Linked DNA regions of Mus musculus: region 2 is linked to region 1. A link is a contact called in public HiChIP or PLAC-seq data. All regions are on one chromosome and are shown on one strand. Each heading gives the region's core, a stretch centred on a gene start, on an enhancer-like site or on the middle of the called end of the contact. The rest is flanking DNA. Distances are from core to core; before and after follow the strand shown. Region 1 overlaps Mtr (5-methyltetrahydrofolate-homocysteine methyltransferase). Region 2 has its middle 25 kb from the start of Heatr1.

Region 1 (6,129 bases), core at 1,726-4,225:
TATCTGAGACAGTAAGCCACATGTCAGTCTTGAGTAGCAGACTCAGGTGAAAAGCAATTGTTGGGTTCCTGCCTCCTAGTTTCAAGAGCTAAGGGGACTGAAAGGCTAAGAGCATGAGTATGACAGCTAAGCTAACAGAACTATCCTTGTCTCTCTGCAGACTACAGTGAACCCCTACACCCATGTTGGAGTCTTCTCTCCATCCTCACAGAGGCCTAAGACTCAGGCCTATGGAGGACTGTTTAGATGAAGTGAGACAGACAAATGAAAGGCTCCGATTCCTTAATTCCCAACTGACATTTAGTGTAGTTTGCAAACCTGAAAGTCAAAGCAATGCCCTCGCTGTCCACACACATTGCATACCTGCTGCCTCAGTCCATAGAAGGTGGCTATGGGCTCAGCGGCCTGGGGCACCACCCCCTCTGCATACAGGTGGATGTCATCCTGGACACTCTGTGCTGGCCAGAATCCAACCACACCCCTGGCCTGCAGTTTCTTTTGACTAATCAGTATGTTCAGCATATTCTGAGCATCATTGTATACCTTTCTGGCTTCTTCACCTATTAAAAATATATAAGGATGTATTTAAAGATGCCAATAGTAATCTGCAAATAACAATTAAAACACTGCCACTTCTCCTTCCCCACAAAGACTGTTTGCCACGGACACAGCCTGAAACAGAGTACAGAGTAGATAGTGGGTCCATGAAATGAGCCCTAACAGTGGGCCTCCTCTAGCTCAATGTGTTTATATTTTCCCATTTAGTAGAATCCTGAGGCTAAATCCATGGCACCTCTTGTCAAAAAAGAAGGCAAGAACTGATATTCCACATATAATCCCATTAACTTCCCAGTGATGTTTGGACGAGACAGGGTCAACAGCGAAGTGTGGCCCAAATCCTCTTACATGGTGTTGGTGCTGTAACCTGGAAGGTGTCAGCATCTGCAATGGTAGGCACCCTCCTTCCTGATGTCCTACAGCTCTGGGACACTCTCCTTCAGTTCCCATTAGCTCTCAGTGGGCAACGTGTGCTGCCCTGCCCTGCCTGGGTGAAGTACAGTCCTACACTCCCTTCTCAGGTTGCCTGTGGTGGGCACAAGGACAGTACAGTAAGAAGCCGCTCGCCTAAGCCTTCGACTGCCCGTAAGCATTTTAACCCGCCCAGGACCCTCTCGAAGCTGACAAGTGTCTTGTTCCCGGGCTCTCTCCATCGAATCTAATGGTTCAGCAGGATGCCTCCTCCCGTGCTGCTCTGCTGTGGCGTCTTCATGCTGTGATTCCAAGTCTCTCGGTTCCTGGGTGGGGGTGAGCTACCCACGATAACCGAGGGGAACAATTTACTGATTTATTCATTTCTCTTCTTTATAACACCAAGTCTCCCTCCTTCCTTGAGTGTTCTGGGTACAACGAAGTCTGCAACTCCCCACGTGGACACCTGCATCCAAAGCTGCCCACTTTCCTTCTCTGAAATATCCTTTTTTCCTGGTTCCTATCCCTATACCCAGGCTCACCAACCCCATGGAATCTTCAATAACATTTCAAGTCCCACCACTTCCAGGAAGCCCACTCTAATCTCCTGTTGGAGTTCTAGCCCCTCTTCTTATGTGAGTGGGATCCCAGGCAGAGCCCTTAGCAAGAGTCGAGCATCAGCCCAGAACAAACCTAGGACTGTCAGCTCCACTGTAGTCAATCAGGTACTAAACCTCAAGATAGCTCCTTTTTTTTCTTTTTTTTTGCCTCTCTGCCATGCAGAGACCAGTGTGTAACTGATGTCAGTAAGTACATTTATTTGAAGAAAATGTTAATAAAAGGGCACATTTACCTGACATGATAAGGGCAAGCAAACACTGAAATGCTCGTGTGAAAGCTGAGTGGTGAGTCACGTGGAAGCAGCTGTATCCTGTACAAACTAAACACTTAGTGCCTTCCCTCAAACCACTCCGAATCACAACACATCGTGAACACCAGGCAGGCAGGACTTACTAACCTACTGCTTTGTCATTAAATATCTTGGGAAATCCTCGGTTCGGGTACTTGCCCCGGAGCTGCCAGACGTCAAAGAAAGGCTTCCAGTCAATGTAGTCCACCAGCTTTTGCAGGTTGTAGTCCTCAAAGACCTGGGTCCCAATAAACGTGGGCTTCACTAGAGGAGAGGCACAGCTGTCAGCGTTGGCACAGCAGCTGGGAGAGCACTCACACCAACACACACTGAGGTGTCCTCTGCTGCTCCTCACTCCACAGCGCACTCCCACACCTGCTTCCCTCCTGTCACCCGTAGGAGTTGTCTTACCAAGAACAGAACTTTCAATTACTGTGGAAAAGGAATTTTCCCATGCAGCTGACTGACTGCTGGAAACTTCCCTCCACCCTTCTAGCCCCACCATAGCCAAGAAAAAAGGAAGCCTTGAGTTCATCCCTGAGTATACAGACGGTCAGAGTGTTAAAGACCACTGCAGAAGCAGAAGGGCTTGTGTAATACACTACTCGTATCAGGTTTACAAACATGAACCAAGAGCCTTGCCTGCACAGTCATTCTCTCTCTCTTTCTCTCTCTCTCTCTCTCTCTCTCTCTCTCTCTCTCTCTCTCTCTCTCACACACACACACACACACACACACACATACACACACACACACAGAGTAGGGACATATACTGAAATGAGTTCCCTACTCTGCAGGGGAGGGACAAATACAGGACCTCCACTATGAATAAATACCCGATTTTAAAAAAAAAAAGGAGTCATAAATCATTTCTTAGATTGTATAATGGAAATAGAGGGGTGTTCAGAAATTGTCCTTTATATCCAAGCCTGAAACATACCATAACATACATGATTCTGGGGCCTCTATAGGCAGACTGTGCTCCAGCCATTTCAGGACACCAAGGACAAAATGCCACATGGATACTGGGCCAGAGGCCAAGGTACCAGTGCTACTGCCAACTCTGAATGGCCATGTCTCCCTGTGACTAGGGATCTGAGGACTGGCTGTTCCACTGTTAGCAGCTGCTCTGAAGAACACCGGCCTCTCAGGAAGCAAGGGGAGAGCGGAGGAGCTCTTAACTAGAATCTCTGCCTTCCTGCACCGCAGTGACTCCTCCCATCTGTTCTGCCATCTTCCCATGATTCACAACTGCCCCTCTTTTCAACCACCATTGAACAGCTTTGTTAACAAAGTCTGGATAGTCTTCTTAGGAGAGAAACTGAAGAGAGACCACTGACACTCCAGACTTAAAGAGGCCTCTTGTTACAGTGGCCTGCAGCTGTGGAGCTGCTGAGGGCAGGGCTACTCTTGATCAAGCTTCATGCCCAGAATCCTGGGGTTGTTGCTTCAGGCTCTTCTTCCCAAGGTCTAGAGAGAGAAAGCTGTCCTTTTTAGGGTTTGATGTCCTATAGCTCCCTGAAGATAACTGGAATAGCCTCAAAACATGGGAAGGCCATACCTTGAGACCCGCATCCTTCAGGCAGTAAGGTAGATAGAGCCGAGTGATGCATCATATGGGGGTTAAAAAAGGCAACCCAAGAAGTATCTCCACCACTACCAGGAGCCACAGCCCTTTTAGGATCGACAACTTGCCCTGACGCCTCTAGACCAACGTTTAGAGTAAAGATAAACAGTAAATAAAGACCCACAGCATGGACTCTGCTCTAGTGATTTCTAGGTCTTCAAAGGTTTTCACATTAGTATCTAATTTTACCCTTTGAACATTTCCTTAAAGTAATCCCCCTTTACACAACGGAGCTTGTAAAAATGCAGAAGACAGACACTCAAGGTCACAACAGTGAATCAGAGCCAGGAGCCAAGTAGGGACAAGCACTCGGGCCTCCAGCTCCCAGTCTGGCACTCTTTCCACTAAACCACCCTGAACCCAGCAGGAGTGAAATCAGAACTGAGCACACCTACATTTGCAATTTCATCTCAACTCTGCAGAGCATGTGTAGAGCACAGATGTCATGAGCACTGAAAGCGGATTTCAGACATTACCTTGAAAATACGGATTCTGCTAACAGAACCCCCTTTCACCCTGTCTTGGTTTTGCATTTGTATCTCATGTCTCTCTGAGCCTGTCAAAACATCTTACGCATATTATTCCCTTGTGAACACCTATGTGAGGTAAGAAAAGTAGCTAGAAATAAAACAGGAAGAAACCACATAACAGAAATTAAAAGGGAAGCATCCAGAGACAGAACAAGAAAGTGAAAAGGGACCCAGCTTTGCTGCAGAGTCTCTCAAGACCTGTAAGTGCAAGGCCATTTTATATTTCAGACATTCCAAGCCAAGTCTTTGGCCTGCATGCAACTCAGGTCAGTTGAGAAGTCCCACTCAAGCACAGCACAGGCTACAGAAGATAAACCTGATACTAGAAACCTGACAGTCATTCCAGTTACTATCTGAAATTCCCTTCTCTTCAGTTAAAATGGACACAATAGCCATGCTTGGTACAGAGTCATCAAGGACTCAGTATACTATGATGAATCCATCTCACAACAGTGGTGGCACTCAGTAGGTCTTCCTATCTACTTTCTTTTCCATTGGTGGAGTGGCTCATATGACACACAACTGAGAAGTTCTCACTGCAGGCTCCTTTGTAGCCAAGCACTGCAACACGTCCTAGACACTGTCAGTTATCACACTTAGCTGTGAGTCCAGCAGCAGCCACAGACCTGGATGAGGTTCAGAGAGCCAATCAATGTGGAAACCGTGTTTTCTGGCTTGACTTAGGGGTACGTATTTTCTCTCCTGTTGAAGAAAATAGTCAGAATCACTTAGCTTTTCTATCTCTACAATGAAAACATGGCCACGGAAGCTGATGTAGAAGCTTTTGCAAACGAGACAAATAACCAAATAAACAAAACAGAACCCTTTTAAAAGAAAATCCCTACCCTTTCCCACCCACTGTGGCTTCACACTGCCACTAGAAGAGGAGACAGTAAAGAGTGACATGTGTTTACTAGCTCCACATTGTGGTTCTAAGTCTGACCCTGCAGACTCGACCAGCTCTTTCAGGACACAAGTCGGTCTTGGAGTTAGCTGCCCCACCATAATGACCCTGAGGATCAGACCAAGGCAGACCCAAAGAACTGTCAGCTGTAGGCAACTGCAAGGAGAGTGGGAAGAAGGCATCAGCAGCACCTGGGGCTGCTATTCATTCTCTCGTTTATATCCTAGCAACTCTCCTAATGTCCCACACAAAGATGGAAGGCAGAGCACCATGACTTCAATTATGGAGTTCCTGAAGCCTAGAAGGGACATTGTTCTGAATGGCAGAAAACCTTGGGCAAGTAAGGAGAGGAGAGGTTTGTGAGTGTCTGGTTAATGCTCTATTTTCCTCCATTTCCCCCTCAAGCACAAGTCTGAGGATACCATTTTGGGATGATCTAGCTCCCACCTCTGGGATGTCAGTAAGCTCTTTCCCATCGGCCTGGTGTCTGGCATGGAGCCTAACACCCACTCAAGACTCAGAATGTTTGGCTCAAGACAGAAAAATAAAATTCTCAAGTGTTTCAAGACATAGTCTTGGTGGGTAGCCCAGGCTGGCTTCAAAGTCATGATCCTCTTGCCCCTCTAAGTGCTGGGTATAAGTAAGTAGGTCCATACCCTCCTTAAAATGCATTAGAACAACCAAAAGCAAAACGACAACAACAAAAAACCCACTCAGGACTATAGATACCAGAGAACTCAGATCTGAGCTAGGAAATAGACCTCTTCAAAGGACTCCTCAAACAGTCAACAAAGCCTATGAAAAACCATGAGTCACTGTGATCTGAAATGAGCAAGACCTGCTTTTATCACTTACTTTGAGAGACTCATAGTGGTCCTGTCTAATATCTTCATACTCTTCCAGTATTTCTTCAAAGTAGTCATCTCTCAGATTTTCATCTAACAGCTGAGAACACTGAAAGGGAAGATGAAGCTCAACAACCACGAGGCAGCAAAGGAAGACAAAGAGCTCAGAGGCTAGGGAGGTGGGCGGCAGACAAGGATGCCGGCTCCATGACCTCACTTTAATCCCTAGGACCCACGGTACAAGAAGAGAACTAGTTTCTACAAGTTGTCTCTGAGCTCCATACACACTGTGACACTGCACTACCATGACCACCCTGAGATACACTCAACTCAGCATAATCGTG
Region 2 (6,551 bases), core at 1,275-3,774, 170 kb after region 1:
CTGGCATCTCGATCATCTTGAGGTCTCCAAGACAACTTCAGTGTTACAGCTTCTTGTTCCAGTGTTTGGGATCCACACATGGTCCTTTGGGCTCCTTCAAAGGAAGGAGCTTTGCCCTCTGTAGCACTCTAGGCTCTGGCTGACTCTATTCCACTGCTGCTGCTGTTCTTGGTGCTCATTCCATGGTACTGGCATCTTCATTACACTGGAGTCTTCTGCTACAATTAGGCTTCATCAATAGCTTCTCATAGGTTCTCTTCATGGTGCCAAGCCTCAAGTTCTTTGCATGACTCCTTCAGTCCTAGGCTGCCAAATGCAACTGAGGCTGTACCTTCTAATGGCCTTCTATGGCCTCTCATAGTGCCAAGCCTCAGCTGTTCTTCATATCACCTTCATGCCTTCAAAGCCAGTACCACCTGAATGACTCTTACACATTACCAAGTATAGCTGCAGCACGAGGTACAACCGTGGCTGCCTCTGGAACACAGCTTCTTTGTGCTTTCAGAAAACACTTCCCAGAAGATTTCACCTCAGTGATGCTGATCTCTTCTTCATCACCACTAATTTCTTAGCTTCAGCTAACCAGCACCAATTGTCCCAGTAGTCTCATTCTCCTCTTGAATATAAAACCAGAGCCAAATGACCAAAGCTGCTGAGTTCTGCTGCTTACTGGGGCTAGAACATCACCCCTTTGTTATATTTCATTAGCACCAACTTTCTGTTTTTCAATCCCTTTACTACCTAAGCTTGCCTGGCCTTAGAACTTGCTCTGTAGACTGACTGTGAACTCAGAGATGTGTATACCAGCCTCCTACGCACTGGGATTAAAGGTGTGGTCCACTGCGCCTGGGTTTAAATTTTTCTGTACTTGGAACTTGCTCTGGACCAGCCAGGCCTTGAACTCAGAAACTTTCTTGCTGTTACCTCCTGGGATTAAAGACTTAGAGTACCAAGCCTGGGCCTGAATTTAGCTGGATGGAATCTTGCCCCAAGGTCACTACTCCCTTCATTCGATTTAATATCCTTGAACTCAGGATTCAGCTCCATTTCACTTCCTGGTGCCCCCTTGATACTCAAACCATATATTTTATATTTTTCCTTTCTAAACTTTGCTACACTTGTTGAAAATACTCTTCATGAGACTTAACCAGGGAACAAAGTCTGCTGAGACTTCTTTTGTCAATGCAATTAATACAAATCTCTTCACCTTAGTCTCATGTAGACTCTTCAGACAAGGGCCAAAAGCAGCCACATTCTTCACCAAAATATTACAAAAACAATCTCTATGCCACATATTGAAATTCTTCTCCACTGAAACTTCTTGGACCAGGTCTGCACAGTTCAAATCACTCACAGCAACAGGCTTCCATATTCTTACTAGGATGGCTCATTTAGCCCAACTTAATGAATTCCACTGCGGTCCAAATCCACATTCTTCCAAACAAAAACCTGGCCAGGCATATCACGGCAACATCTCAGTCCCTGGTATCAACTTTGTCTTATTTAGGATTTTACTGCTGTGAACAGACACCAAGGCAACTCTTATAAGGACAACATTTAATTGGGGCTGGCTTACCAGTTCAGAGGTTCAGTCCATTATCATCAAGGCTAGAGCTTGGTAGAATCCAGGCAGGTATGGTGGAGGAGCTGGAAGTTCTACATCTTGTTACAAAATCAAACAGGACAAGACTGAGTTCTAGGCAGCTAGGATGGGGGTCTTAAAGCCCACACCCATGATAACACACTTCCTCCAACAAGGCCACACTTCCTAATAGTGCCACTGTGTGGGTCAGCCATATTTAAACTACCACAATCACTTTATTTTTTGTGTGTATGTGTGGGTAGTGTTTGTGTGTATATTTACAGTTGACTTTGTGTGCACAGATATGTATACACATGCGTATGGAGGCCAAGTTTGACATCTGTTATCTTCTTTGGTTGATCACTACTTTACTCTCCTTGAGCCTGGAGTTCCCCAATTAGCTAGACTGGCTGGCCAACAGACTCTGGGGATCCCCTTGTCTCCCCTCTTCCCAGAGCTAGGATTGCAGATGTGTACCATGACTTTTATGTGGGTTCTAGAGATTGAACTCAGGACTTTGCCCTTGTGTGACAGAGACTTTACTGATGGAGCCATGTCTGCAGCCCCTCCAGTCCCTTTCATCTCCTTAGCCATCGCTGTTCTGATGACATGGCTGATGACATCGGAGTTTACAGCCGGGCTCTTGTCAGCGTTTAATTATGTGCACTTTATTCGGCTTTATTCTCAGCCCTTTGGCTGCTTCCTGCTAACTGTGAGAAAGTTCACAAGGGGCAGCACCGGGGCTAATGGCCAAGAACTTGTGACACCTCCCAGTCTGATTTTTTCCCTGAGAGCCTCTAGGCTCCTCTCAAAATGTCAGGGACACAGTGAGCACATGAGCAAAGCATCCTTTGGGATTTGGCGAAACTGAATCACCTAGTGGTTCCTTCTTCCAACCCTCTAGAGCTACAGCTCCCTCCACCCCACCCTGCTTGAAAAGCCCTGATCCCTGTTGTTAGGAAAGAGCGTAATGAAATTTAAATTTAGCATGTGAGGCTGCGGATCACCCTATCTCTGTTTCTGAGAAACAACTGTTTACTATTCTAACACTCCAGAAACCTGGCAACAGCTCACGGCTGGCAAGGCTAAGCTCCTGAGCTTAGGAGCAGCTGTGCTTGCAAGCGACCCCTGCCCAGTGGGCCCTCCCCACCACCCCAGCGGCATGGCTGAGTTAGGAGGGTCCAGACCTAGAACTTTGCAGAGCTGTGGAAAGCAGACAGACCCTATTTTTGATGATCCTGTGGATTATTGAGAAAGGAAATTCCAAACAGTCCATGGGGCTCTGAAGAAGCATTCTGTTGCCCTGCCTTCTCTCCTTGTCTCTCTGATTCTATTTTTGTATTTCCCTCTGAGGGGAGGTTTATGAGGCTGAAACCGAAAAGCCATGAAATGGAAGTGGTAGTCCTTGAGAGATGTTCCTGGGGGGAAAGTGGGAGTTGCCATTCCAGCTTCCGCCACTCAGCGGGTGAGAACTCCAAGCACCAGACCTCCTAATGCTTGGAAATTGAGTATCTAAATACTATTGTCATTTGTTGCAGGGACAGCCACATATGCCAAGTTTGCCGCTGAGCGCAAGAAACTGCCTTGTTTGCATTTTCTGTTGGCCACATCAGCCCCAAGCAAAGCCCTCTGCTTACATCCTCCTCTCTAGTCACACGCACAGCACGTGATGCTTGGTGCTGGAGCACGGTCACTGGACAGTAGGGGCAAACAGTAATGTTATCTCCACAAGTGACATTCTGGACACTCCATGCCTCGTGATCCCCGAGGCTAAAATGAGACTGCAGCAGTGGGAGGGAATGGAAAGTGGTGACGTGAGCCACCTGAGTGACATTGTAACCTCAGATGATGCCGGTGGCCCGGGCTATATAAGCTGAAGAGAATGGCCTGAATGCATATGCTGATGTCATGTGCTGAGGATGCTGGGAAATCGTGTGAGATTCTCTGCTTGGGGTGTCCTTTCTAGCAAGCCTCATCATGGGGAAAGTGAAGTAATGCTTGCATCAACAACATTTGATGTAGCAAATATGCTTTTGGGGGGGGGGGAGAATGCTTATGCATTTAAAGGGTGAATTTGTTCTGGCAAACTTGTCCAACACAGCACAGCTACCTATGCTTGTCGTGAACATTTGCACACAGCCAACGAGCCAACGTATGTCCATTGTCATAGTTCACTACTAACATAGACCTGAAATCTTTCCAAAGAAGGCTCATATGAGAGTGACTACGTGAGTGAGAGGGTACACATCAAGAGTCACCTCATGCAGTCAAACACATGAGTATTTGCAGGCTTGTCTTGCGGAAGAGGGGAAAACATAAAGGGATTCCTACATGAACTGTTTTTATGGAAGACACACAATAGCATTCTACTAGCACCATTTCCTCCTAGAATTCTGCGAACCAAGGTAGGGGTCTAGCACCTTCTCTTTAATAGGCAGACATTAGTTGTTAATATAACAAACAACTAGGGGATGCGGAGATGGCTCAGTGGTTAAGAGAACTAGCTTCTTGTACAACCACTCTGGAAATCAGTCTGGCGGTTCCTCAGAAAATTGGACATAGTACTACCGGAGGATCCAGCAATACCTCTCCTGGGCATATATCCAGATGTTCCAACTGGTAATAAGAACACGTGCTCCACTATGTTCATAGCAGCCTTATTTATAATAGCCAGAAGCCGGAAAGAACCCAGATGTCCCTCAACAGAGGAATGGATACAGAAAATGTGGTACATTTACACAATGGAGTACTACTCAGCTATCAAAAACAATTAATTTATGAAATTTCTAGGCAAATGGATGGATCTGGAGGGTATCATCCTGAGTGAGGTAACTCAATCACAAAAGAACTCACTTGATATGCACTCACTGATAAGTGGATAATATCCCAGAAACTTAGAATACCCAAGATACAATTTGCAAAACATATGAAACTCAAGAAGATCGAAGACCAAAATGTGGACACTTTGCCCCTTCTTGGAACTGGGAACAAAACACCCATAGAAGGAGTTACAGAGACAAAGTATGGAGCTGAGACGAAAAGATGGACCATCCAGAGACTGCCCCACCTGGGGGTCCATCCCATAATCTGCCACCAAATGCAGACACTATTGCATATGCCAGCAAGATTTTGTTGAAGGGACCCTTGTATAGCTGTCTTTTGTGAGGCTATGCCAGTGCCTGGCAAATACAGAAGTGGATGCTCACAGTCATCTATTGGATGGAACACAGGGCCCCCAATGGAGGAGCTAGAGAAAGTACCCAAGGAGCTGAAGGGGTCTGCAATCCTATAGGTGGAACAATAATATGAACTAACCAGTACCCCCAGAGCTCATGTCTCTAACTGCATATGTAGCAGAAGATGGCCTAGTCGGCCATCACTGGAAAGAGAGGCCCTTGGTCTTGCAAACTTTATATGCCCCAGTACAGGGGAACGCCAGGGCCAAGAATTGGGAGTGGGTGGGTAGGGGAGCAGGGCAGGGGGAGGGTATAGGAGACTTTCAGGATAGCATTTGAAATGTAAATGAAGTAAATACCTAATTAAAAAATGGAAAAAAAAAACAGAGAAAGAGAGAGAGAGAGAGAGAGAGAGAGAGAGAGAGAGAGAACACGCTTCTCTTCCAGAGGGCCGAGGTTCGATTCCTAGCACCCAAATGGTGGCTCATAACTCTAGTTCCAGGAGATCCTATACCCTTATCTGTTCTATGTAGGGGTCATGCACCCATATGGTACATAGAAATACATGCAGGCAAAATACCCAAATGCATAAAATAAAATTGTGTGTGTATGCATGTGTGTGTGTATGTGTGTAAAACAAAGAACTGTGAAATACACTAAAAAATTAATATATTCTGTAAGTTTGTTTATAATTTTTGTATAACTAAAGGAATAATTTAAAAACATCACTGATTTGTGTTTGTGTGTGCACATGCGTGCACACGTGCACACACATGCAGGTACACCACAGTAGGCATGGGTCAGAGGATAAATTGTGGTAGTCCATTCTCTCCCTTCCATCATGCGGATCCAATCCTGGATTGAGATCAGGCTGTCAAGCTTAGCAACCGGTGCCTTTATTCACTGAACTATTTCCCTGCTCATGACTGATACATTTAAATTAAAAAAAAAAAAACTTACATTTATTTATTTATTTCATGGAGGTGAGATGACAACTTGCAAGAGACCCATCACATGGGTCCCTGAAATAAAACTCAGGCCATGAAGGTTGGCAGCAAGCCCCTTTACCCGATGAGCATCTCCCTGGCCCATGGATATTTTTGCCAGACATTTGCTTAAGGTCAGCAGACAATGTTGTCTTGTTTCACAATAAATTCCACAAGATAACGAGAAAATCATTTGTGATTCTTTGCCCCTCCATGGTTTATCTTCCACCCTGTCCTCTCCAGGTCTCCCTGGTCTGGGTAGGGAGGCTAAGAGGGAATTATATACAGTGAAAGTACAGTGCAGGATTGACTCTGGCTGCTAGGGACAATGAGAAACGGGTTGCCATGAGAACACCACTGAAGGCAAGGAGAAGTGTGTCAGCCACTCTTCTTATCACTAAGACCAGATAACTCACAGAAGCAACTTAAGGGAAGGATTTACTTTGGCTCGCAGTTCAGACAGGCTTCAACATGAAATGTCCTCCGCAGGCCCATGTGTTGGGTGGGACACCTGGTCTCTGGCTGGTGGTGTTGCTTTGGGATGTTGGGGCTGAGCTGATAGAAGAGCTGAATGTCCCTGTGCTGGTGGCTAGCCTCATGCCTGGCCTTAGTGCTCTCTGCTTTCTGACGTGTAAGGAGTACTTTTTGAACACTCCTGCCACCCTGAATCCCAGCATGTCTCTCCCACTATGGTGAACCATACCCTCTCACACTGTGAGTCAAATAAAGTCCTTCTTCCCTTAAGCTGCTTCTGTCAGATATTCTGTGATATAACTAACTAACACACACACTCCATCAGGGTCAAGA

Evidence for each region. HiChIP or PLAC-seq counts read pairs in DNA pulled down with a chosen protein or histone mark.
Region 2: a contact with region 1 is called in an H3K27ac HiChIP or PLAC-seq map of heart atrium, with 6 read pairs. The contact joins two enhancer-like sites. A contact is called at or near these places in 2 of 484 Hi-C or Micro-C datasets (the STO cell line and embryonic stem cells), 1 of 115 datasets of contacts at active chromatin or transcription factors (heart atrium) and 2 of 9 other capture datasets (adipose tissue and liver).

The regions. Positions count from the first base shown.
Region 1 is chr13:12,193,251-12,199,379 of GRCm38.p6, forward strand. Mtr (5-methyltetrahydrofolate-homocysteine methyltransferase) reads right to left here. Exons shown (of 33, transcript NM_001081128.3): 26 at 5,796-5,894; 27 at 4,663-4,738; 28 at 1,988-2,143; 29 at 364-560. Among named protein-coding and RNA genes, the nearest start is that of Gm10336, 9.8 kb to the left of the region's middle. Within about 2 kb of position 2,976, at least 40 of the 459 cell types and tissues checked have an H3K27ac peak or open chromatin away from gene starts, as enhancers often do. A contact at or near this core is called in heart atrium, where this site is marked.
Region 2 is chr13:12,366,802-12,373,352 of GRCm38.p6, forward strand. No RefSeq gene overlaps it. Among named protein-coding and RNA genes, the nearest start is that of Heatr1, 25 kb to the right of the region's middle. Within about 2 kb of position 2,525, at least 43 of the 459 cell types and tissues checked have an H3K27ac peak or open chromatin away from gene starts, as enhancers often do. A contact at or near this core is called in heart atrium, where this site is marked.